Regions from separate parts of the Mus musculus genome. Here regions 1 and 3 are each linked to region 2. The links are chromatin contacts, called in public HiChIP or PLAC-seq maps. All regions are on one chromosome and are shown on one strand. Each heading gives the region's core, a stretch centred on a gene start, on an enhancer-like site or on the middle of the called end of the contact. The rest is flanking DNA. Distances are from core to core; before and after follow the strand shown.

Evidence for each region. HiChIP or PLAC-seq counts read pairs in DNA pulled down with a chosen protein or histone mark.
Region 1: a FOXA1 HiChIP or PLAC-seq map of pancreatic cancer cells shows a contact between it and region 2. The contact joins the enhancer-like site here to the promoter of A430010J10Rik in region 2. A contact is called at or near these places in 2 of 15 datasets of contacts at CTCF or cohesin (CD8 T cells and large pre-B cells), 28 of 484 Hi-C or Micro-C datasets (the 4T1 cell line, the Ba/F3 cell line, CD8 T cells and 23 more), 20 of 115 datasets of contacts at active chromatin or transcription factors (the HPC-7 cell line, the SCID.adh cell line, T-cell acute lymphoblastic leukemia and 13 more) and 2 of 9 other capture datasets (embryonic stem cells and liver).
Region 3: a contact with region 2 is called in a FOXA1 HiChIP or PLAC-seq map of pancreatic cancer cells. The contact joins the enhancer-like site here to the promoter of A430010J10Rik in region 2. A contact is called at or near these places in 1 of 15 datasets of contacts at CTCF or cohesin (the NIH/3T3 cell line), 8 of 484 Hi-C or Micro-C datasets (the AML12 cell line, Th1 cells, cerebral cortex and 4 more), 7 of 115 datasets of contacts at active chromatin or transcription factors (bone marrow-derived macrophages, embryonic stem cells, fibro-adipogenic progenitors and 1 more) and 1 of 9 other capture datasets (embryonic stem cells).

Annotation. Positions count from the first base shown.
Region 1 is chr6:66,982,612-66,985,758 of GRCm38.p6, forward strand. All of the region lies in intron 3 of Gng12 (guanine nucleotide binding protein (G protein), gamma 12), which reads left to right. It overlaps Gm36816 (a long non-coding RNA gene), which reads right to left. Exons shown (of 4, transcript XR_869154.3): 4 at 1,706-2,009. Among named protein-coding and RNA genes, the nearest start is that of Gm36816, 25 kb to the right of the region's middle. Within about 2 kb of position 1,735, at least 24 of the 459 cell types and tissues checked have an H3K27ac peak or open chromatin away from gene starts, as enhancers often do. A contact at or near this core is called in Sertoli cells, pancreatic cancer cells and trophoblast stem cells, where this site is marked.
Region 2 is chr6:67,156,468-67,159,383 of GRCm38.p6, forward strand. It overlaps A430010J10Rik (a long non-coding RNA gene), which reads left to right and starts at 1,334. Exons shown (of 3, transcript XR_001785271.1): 1 at 1,334-1,833; 2 at 2,365-2,916.
Region 3 is chr6:66,909,181-66,912,127 of GRCm38.p6, forward strand. The region is part of intron 1 of Gng12 (guanine nucleotide binding protein (G protein), gamma 12); the gene reads left to right. The region is part of intron 1 of 4930597O21Rik (a long non-coding RNA gene); the gene reads right to left. Among named protein-coding and RNA genes, the nearest start is that of 4930597O21Rik, 14 kb to the right of the region's middle. Within about 2 kb of position 1,686, at least 158 of the 459 cell types and tissues checked have an H3K27ac peak or open chromatin away from gene starts, as enhancers often do. A contact at or near this core is called in the AML12 cell line, the NIH/3T3 cell line, Th1 cells and 6 more, where this site is marked.

The sequences.
Region 1 (3,147 bases), core at 485-2,984, 170 kb before region 2:
TGTGCACAGTAGTCCATGAGCTTAGCTTGTCCCCCCTGAAGGACATCTCTCTCCATTTCCACACAGGACACTAGTCCATGTCCTTGTCTGCATCTGTCATAATGAGCTCTTTTAAAAATGTTGCTTTTGTTATTTTATAATTTGTGTGTGTGTGTGTGTGTGTGTGTGTGTGTGTGTATGTGTGTGTGTAAGTATGGGTACCCTCAGAGGCCAGATCCCTCATACTGGAGACGTGAGCTGCCTAAGATGGATGCTAGGAATAAACTTAGATCCTATGGAAGCATACTACATACTCTAAACTGCTAAGCCATCCAGTCCTATCTATAGTCTTGATTGTGTGGCTTTCCCTATCATCATAAGAGATTGTCTGCCTATTTAAAGTATTGTAATGTCTTTGTCCTCAATCGCAAGGTATTCTTGATCATCAGGAGAGCTCCTATGTTGATATCTTGGAACCAGGCACCTTGAGACCTTTAAAGAAGGATATATTTTAAATTAAGTGAATGAGTGAGTGTAGGCAGGGGTAGGGGATCTGTTACAACATGCTAGTCTAAGAAGGCTGTGTAAGATGGTGCCAGTCACATAGACTCTGGAGGCAGAAGTCCCTGGTTTCCAGTCCTCTCTGTCCTACTCCATAGGTACAACATGTTAGCCTCCCATGCCTCACAGGCTTCATGCATGTACATAGGTACAACATGTTAGCCTCCCATGCCTCACAGGCTTCATCCATGTACATAGGTTCAACATGTTAGCCTCCCATGCCTCACAGGCTTCATGCATGTACATAGGTACAACATGTTAGCCTCCCATGCCTCACAGGCTTCATCCATGTACATAGGTTCAACATGTTAGCCTCCCATGCCTCACAGGCTTCATCCATGTACATAGGTACAACATGTTAGCCTCCCATGCCTCACAGGCTTCATGCATGTACATAGGTACAACATGTTAGCCTCCCATGCCTCACAGGCTTCATCCATGTACATAGGTAAAACATGTTAGCCTCCCATGCCTCACAGGCTTCATCCATGTACATAGGTACAACATGTTAGCCTCCCATGCCTCACAGGCTTCATCCATGTACATAGGTTCAACATGTTAGCCTCCCATGCCTCACAGGCTTCATCCATGTACATAGGTACAACATGTTAGCCTCCCATGCCTCACAGGCTTCATCCATGTACATAGGTAAAACATGTTAGCCTCCCATGCCTCACAGGCTTCATGCATGTACATAGGTAAAACATGTTAGCCTCCCATGCCTCACAGGCTTCATCCATGTAACAGAAAGAATTTGGAGGAACAGCGTGTATTTGGAGAACGTTTGTGAGGATCAAATCAGTCAAGGCGCCTAAAGAAACTCATCACCATTGTGCATATAGAGAAGTTGTCCCACATATGAGGCAGAGTCTCAAAACGTGTGCCTCTTGTGTGGATGTTCACCAAGAGGCTACTTCACAGATCTTGAGAAAGCATTGGAGGGAATCACGCCCCCACTTCCTCTCTAGCTGTCTGGTCCCTTCTCTGCCCCTTCCCCATCTCATTGCTCCAGAGTGTTCTTTCAAGCTGAGCTCTGATCTAGGCAGTAGGTCTTTGCCCTTCAGTCAGGATTAGCATTCTCCTCTCCAGGGACAGAGGGTAGCTGTCATGGTTAGCCACATGATATAGGTGACCCAGCAGAGGCTACAAAGAACAGACTGGTGAGTCAGGAAGGAAAGCTCTGTTTGAACAGTATAACTGCGTTTACAAAACCACTGGCTCTTGGGCTTCCAGAACTGGAAGCATCCGGAATCTTGCTCCTGCCCTGGAACAGCTCCTCCAAGGCGAGTGGACACTGTCCGTGGAGCCTTAGAATTCTTCAGGCATCGCTTCTGGATGCTGGTCTCTGGTTCCTGGCCTGCCTGGCCCGCCAGTGGAAGTCATTCTCCAGACAGATTAGCCTGTGGTTGGGTTCTGCTCATCTTCCCCCTTGTGTTTTGTGAAACCGGTCCTGTGTTCCTCAGGATGAGCTGAGAAGAAAAATAATCAGCTACAGGAATTTTCTAATTTCCAAAATGACCCTCAGTATTTTGTTGCATTGCCCGTCCCCTCCCCATTTTCCCCTCTTCTTGTAAAGACTTTAAATATCTCAAAATTAAAATCAGGAAAATAGGCTAGCCACCTGTGTAGCAAGGCTGATTGCACATGGTGTGTGTATTGCTATGTGAAACAGCAATTTGTAGCACTGTATACAAATAGACCGCATTTGTTTAAAAACTCCTATCTATGCATATGGTATGTTTGTAAAAGGCAGCTGAGGGTGTGGTGGAGGAAAGATTCTAGACAGTGGCTGCCCTTTGGAGTGAGCTTAGAAGGAAGGAATTGTAGCTTTTTGTTTGGTTCACATGAGTATAGTGGGGGTTTGCAGCATATTTCTTGTTTCATTTTTTAAAATGCCTTCATTTTTAAAAACGAAGAAAAGGCAAATACCTGAGCTGGCTTCAAACAACCGGGGCTAACTAGTGTAATGTCTAGAAGCTGGGTCTAGCCTGGCTGCTGTAAGGTTTTCCCTGAAGGAGCTCAGACAGAACATGAATTCATTTTGGGTACTTTGGTCCTGCCTAGCACACACTGCTGGAGCCGCAGACTGCCTCTGGAGCATTCAAGTGGGCAGTGTGCCTTGCCTGCTCCTCTTCCTTGGTGGGGGTGGGGGGAGGGGGCAGCTGCAGGAGCTGCCGGTGCTCATGAAGGAACACCATAACCACCCAGTCTCAACCAGGTCAAGGAAGGGGTCGCTCCATGCTGCAGTACAGTGAGGGCATTTGTCATCCCCAGTCACCTCTGAGCGCACTAGCTATGCAGGACTGATGTCTTGCCCACAGAATTTGAGACATTGAAGAGTAAATTCCTCGTTGGTAGTCAGCACCTTCTGTTCTGAGGGACCTTGGGCAAGCCCTCAGGTCTCTGCTTGCCTGTTTTCTCCTGTGCTGATGTCCTTGCAATTGCATACTTCCGAGGTATGCTAATGAGAGGGACGAGTGTCAGAACTAGAAGGTGACACCCAGGGAGGGACAGCACAGTGAGTGTTCCTAGCAGCTGGGTTCTTTTGCGGATGGTGGCCGGGACACATTCCTCACTTCTACCTTGTGTGCAGCTGTCTGTCCAGTA
Region 2 (2,916 bases), core at 84-2,583:
TCTCTGTGGAGAGCGACTCTGGCTACCTCTGCCTCACCTGTTCCTAGATTTCCTTATTGGCCTTGCTCAAACAACTCTTTACCTAGAAGTTTCCAGGGATCTATCAGGTTCCCTGGTCTCTTCTTTTTGTATTTAAACTTCTGATCCTCCTGCCTCTACTCTGAAGTGTCGAGATTACAGATGTATGTCATCAAGCCCAAACAGTGTGGCAATTTTCGTTTTACACCTTCAATAGTAGTGTGCCTTGTAGCCACACAGAGGTCTAATGTTTGAGCTGGAGAAGCAATCAGCTTTTCAGTTTTTCTGTTAAGGGAACTTGATACTGTAGGTAAGAGCCACTAAAAGATGTAACAGAAGGAGGTAACATGACACAGTTCTTCTGAGAACTGCCTGGTCTCCTGTCAGTGAGAATAAGATAGCTCGCTAGCCAAATTGAACCAACTGGTTTGAGGGGGGGGGGCGCGTTGGTGGGAGTACAAGAATCCCAACTCTTCCTTTAAGGCATGGAGATCTTCAGTTTCCTGTGCAGTGGCCTAGGAGCATCGTGTCCAGAGACTAAATCTCTCTGAGATCTCAGGACCTCTGCATTCTGTTCTCATTCTCAAGAGTAGATATGTCTCTGTTGGTTTTCTCTGCCTAAAACTCGTCCCTCAGGCAACCAGACAAACCAAGAGCACAGGTTGTGTGTTCATTGGATGACAGACTGGACAAAAGCTGTCAGGGAGAAAGCGAATCCTCTAAGAGAGACCAATATCTCCTCCAGGGCAAGGGAACACAGAAGCCAAGGTATGACCCGAAAGCCAGCTGATTTGTTTGTGGTGAGAGAATCAGCTTCGACACTGCTAAAAGTTCATACTGGCCAGACCAACGTGTTCTCGCCCTGTTGAAAAGTCCATTCCTACAAAGCCAAATTATTCAAAGGAGACTTGGTGAACAAGTGTTAAATGAAATGTGTTCCCCAGCTTAGTTGTCAATGGAGTTCTCAACCGTTACAGGGATTGCCTTGCCAAAGGACTTCATCATTCAGGTCTGCTGGCCAAGTGTCCTTCTCACCAGAAGACTGATATAAGGCCAGTCCTTGAAGTCTATCATGCTTTTAAGTTTTCATGGCTGGCCAATTTCCTTCTCTCATAATGTTAAACCATTTCCCCCAAGTCACCAAGGATTCATTTAATCCCTTATTGTCACAGACAAACTCAAAGTCATCTACTTAAGAACACATTTAAATACAATTGCCTAGTTTTTAAACAAAAACTTATCCCAACCACTATATATACATACATATACCATATACATATACCATATATATATATATATGCACATATATATATATGTATATACACGTAAAGATATTTCTTATTTACATGTGCTACATGTGTGTTGTTGGCTGCAGAGGGTAGAAGGTGTTAGATTCCCTAGAGCTGGAGTTACTAGAAGTTATGAGCTGCCCCACACAGATGCTGGGAATTCAACTCAGGTCTCTGTAAAAGCAGCAAGTGCCCCTAACCACTGAGCCATCCCTCCACACACAAAACAAAACAAGTCTCGCTATTTAGGTCACTGTATAGGCTGACCTCAAACTTGAGATCCTTCTGCCATTGCTTCCTGGATGCCAGGACTATGATGTACACTGTCACAACAACCCACCTATTATCAGTTGATTTACAAGTTCGTCAAGGTTGCTGGATAACATTTTCTAATGGCTTGCAATGGGAGAAAACAACCTTTTAAATAAGGAGCTTAATTCTCCCCAGGAATCCTGAGTATGGAAACTCTTCCTCCATCTGAGAAGGGAGTAATCTGAAGGGATTAACCTAGTGCCTGGGAAATTGGGTGAGTACATGGGACACAGGAAGAAAAGGGCAGACATTGGAAGGTCTTGGTAGCTTCCAGCCATGGCAGAGTGCTGTTAGGTATAGGTAGCAGAAAGCACTCTACTAGAACACGGAAAACACATCCTTGGTGTGACGTGATGCTGAGTCCCCAGCCCATCTTCGGCACAGATACTCTTCCCCAACGCTCACCTTTGAACTAAATAACGATATTCGTATCTTCTTGGAGGGCAGAATAACAATGCATGAAATCATAGTCCTTTACAAAATGTTCTTGCTTATCCACCCCATTCAGTCGGGCGTCTTAACAGTGGCGGGACTGACTAGTAATCATTTTTTTTTTCTCTCAAACTGTCATAAACATACCAAAACATTGACCTTCATGTGTCTACGTCTGAGATTAACTGCAATAATGAGAAGAGGGAATATAGCAGTGAGACATTAAGAGGAAAGGTGACCCAGTGCGGCTGGTGCTTGTTGAAGCTGGACAGCTGACACAAGGGGTTCACTACGTTGTTTGCTGTACTTTTAGGTCTTCCGGGGTGGAGCTGTGTATTCCTCTGAGCCCTTGTTGTGACATAGAGTGAATAGGGTGAGGAGGAGCCATTCAGCAACTTGGTCTAGCAGGAAGCTCTCCTTCATGACCTGATGGTATCAAGCGCCCCCATGTGGCAAATGTCTAAATCGTCTCTGCCGGCAATAAATGTGAGCAATTGTCTGATCTCTGTGTCGGTGTGGGCGGGGCTGTTGGGGCTGATGAAATCTAGGGCTTTGTGTATAGTAGACAACCGCTACACTTTATCCCCCGTCCTAACTTGTAATTTAAGAAACGTCTTGATTTTGTTTTGTTTTGTTTTTAAACATTTGTCTATAGATCAGCCTTGGTTATTATGTTTCTGACACACTGCTTCAAATCTGCGGCATCATTTCAACTTCCATAACACTTGACTGCTAATTTGTGATTATCTGCTTATTAATCTGATAAATTCTTCTTCCCTTCTCGTCTCTTTTTCAAATGGACTAGAAGGAAGGAGGAAGAGAGGGAAAGAGAACAGAAAAGAAAGGAGGAAAGAGAGAATTAGAC
Region 3 (2,947 bases), core at 436-2,935, 250 kb before region 2:
AGATAAGTACAGAATTACTTATTGGGAAGATACAATCAGTAATCTCTGTAGCAGCTTCACTGTCAATGAATTCGCATATTGCCCAGTTTCTAGGAAATCTTTTTTATTGCATTTTACAAAAGTGTTCTTCCGAAGTGAGTTGGTAATAGCCAGTCAGTTTTTTACCCTCTGTCTGCTGAGGTCTAGTGCACACTCACTAAGCACCTATCATAAGGTTTGAGAACACAAGGAGGGTAGTCAACTATGAGAAGGTTTTTCTTTAACCATTGAGCTTCTGCCTATCTCGTTGACCCAGCCTAATCTCGTGTATTGTTGACCCATTAAGAAGATGTGTCTGAGGCACAAGTGATGTATGTAGTCCTCACTGTTCTAAGGTCTATGAGGCAAGGAGTATAAGGACAGTGTCGGGGAGACTGAGTCTGTCTGAGAAGGGCTAGGAGGAGTCAGGAATGGTTTCACAGGTTGTTAAGACAGAGGCAGTGTGACAGAAGATGGAGATGCATGTCTAATGTCAAGACAGTGGCTGAAGCCTCGCTGTAATACTCCAGCCATGTGGTTGAACAACTTCCTCCCAAAGTCTGAGACCTTTCCTTTGTGACCCAAGGCTAATAGCATCTGCCTCTCTCAAGATTGCCCAGAAGCGCTCGAGTATGTGCATGTAGAAAAGTGCCTGACTTCAGAGTTTATAAATTGCTACAGAGTGAGTTCCAGGACAGCCAGAGCTATACAGAGAAACCCTGTCTCGAAAAACCAAAGTAATAATAATAATAAAAATAAATAAATAAATTGCTTGGTGTGACTTTGCTCTCTATACTTTAATCTGGGCACATTAATATATTTTCTTGTCTATGTTTACTGTAACAAGCTAGTCAACCAGTATACTAATGATTACATTGGACTGGATAGTTTTGCCTGTACGTTTTGTCTTCTCAATATGTTGGATCTCAGTGGCATATTTTCATTCATAGTATGACAGGCATGTTAATATATATAAGTCTATGTTTTGAGATGTATTGAATTAAGGAACAGATAATTTGATAGTTTTCAGAAGCTTCAAGAAGAATCAGGTCAAAACATTAATTTCTACCTTACAGGTAGGGAAACTTAGGCACTTCTAGATAGCTTCTGATATTTGCCCAGAGTCATTTAAGATGGCAGATGAATGGCAAAGATAGGATTAGAAGCCTGTGCCCCTTGTTTTCCTGGCTTTATATTTTCTTGTGAACTCAATCCCAAGGCTTGAGAGCTTGGCCATGTTCAGCCCCTTGTTGTCTGTCACCTGGCTTCAACCAGGCATGGGAAGGTTGAGTGAGCCAGAGCCTAGCCTAAGGGAGAGCCCTAGGGAACACCCCACCCAGCAGCCTCTCGGCTGCCCTGAAGGTATTTATGAGTGTGAAGGTCCACCTGGAAACCGAGGGAGAGGCTGGGAAGAGCAACCAGCTGTAGCTGCCAGAGAGTGGAGGAAGGGAGAAGAGGCCTGGTCCCTGAGAGTAAATGACTTGTAACTAACTAGGGTCCAGCAGGAGGAGCCAGGTGGAGCTCAGGGGATGGAAAGCCATGTGGAGAAGTCCAAAGGGCAGGGGAGGCTGCCACAGACTGCTTCTTGGTACACAAGCCTTCTGTCCTCTCAGAGCATTCCCTTTTACCTTCTGCTGGGAAGCATGCGCTCTGCTTACTCACTCACTTGGTGTTGTAATCTTTATTGTGTAGGCAGGCAGAGGGGAGGGCTGCGCACACAGGAAGGCTCTGACCTTAACCCTCCTGACTTGAAACAGTTGAAGAGTGTTTGACATTGTGTTCCTTTAAGTGTGTCGTTTAGTTAGAGAGAAAGCGGTGCTCAGGGAGTAGGATCCAACAGCTTTCCTGAAGCCAAAGTTCCCAGGGTGTGGGTCACACGCTTGTCAACTGGGAGTGACTGAAAAATCACGACACCCAACCGCACCCAGACCTGTGGAGTCAGCCCTTCTGGGTGTGATCCAAAGGCAGTGCCCCTGTGGAGCTCAAGCGAGGTTCAGTGTAAGAACCTTGTAGGGTGCCAGATGAATTCTGCTCTGTGTCAGGACAGAATCAGTCCCTGGCTGCTCAAGAGTCAGGAATTCCATTTGGTTTTCTCATCTACATATGAGGTCTCCGAGGAGCCTTTGAGCACAGATCCATGCAAGCCCCTTCCTTGAAATTTGTCAGGCCTTGTGTAATCCACCCATTAAAGGGGGTGGGGTCAAACCAGAAACTTCTACATTTAAATTGTTACTGCATCCTCTTGTGGAGGAACAAAACAGAATGCCCTCAGAGGAATACTGTCTGTTTCCATTTCCACACACCACAGCTCAGCACAGGTGAGGCCCACAGTTCCGAGTGCCATCAGCTGAGGCTCTGAGGCAGGTCAGCAAGTATTTTTCCAGAGAAGACAGGGTTTTAATATTCTGAGACATTGAGGGTTAACTCTTGACCACCTTGCTATAACATGGAGTATAGGAGCAAATTGTTCTTTGAAGGCCACGTGGACTTCCAGTTTTTATGAGAAATTGTTTTCATGCTTAACATGAAATTCATGTCCAGCACATTTAATTTATCTGTGACTTTCAGGAAAGGCATGTGGACTATTTGAATTCACATGAAATCTGCAGTTTTAGGTTCAAGGCCAAACAGGGTCACTTTTCTTTTTTCTTTTCTTTTTTCTTTTCTTTTCTTTTCAATTCTCTTCTCTTCTTGTTTTTCTTGTTTTTTTTTTGTTTGTTTTTAACAAATGTTTTGCTTGTCTTGAATTTCTAAACCATATGTGTTTCTCTCTCTCTCTCAAGAATGTTCCCAAAAAACCTGAAAGTAGGCATCCCTTGAGAAATTTATGCTCACAAACCTGTTAATTATTAAAAATGAAATCTAAAGGATACAACTTGGTCTTGAAATGTTTATGACATTTGATTAAGAGAAACTGTTGTTTATTGTA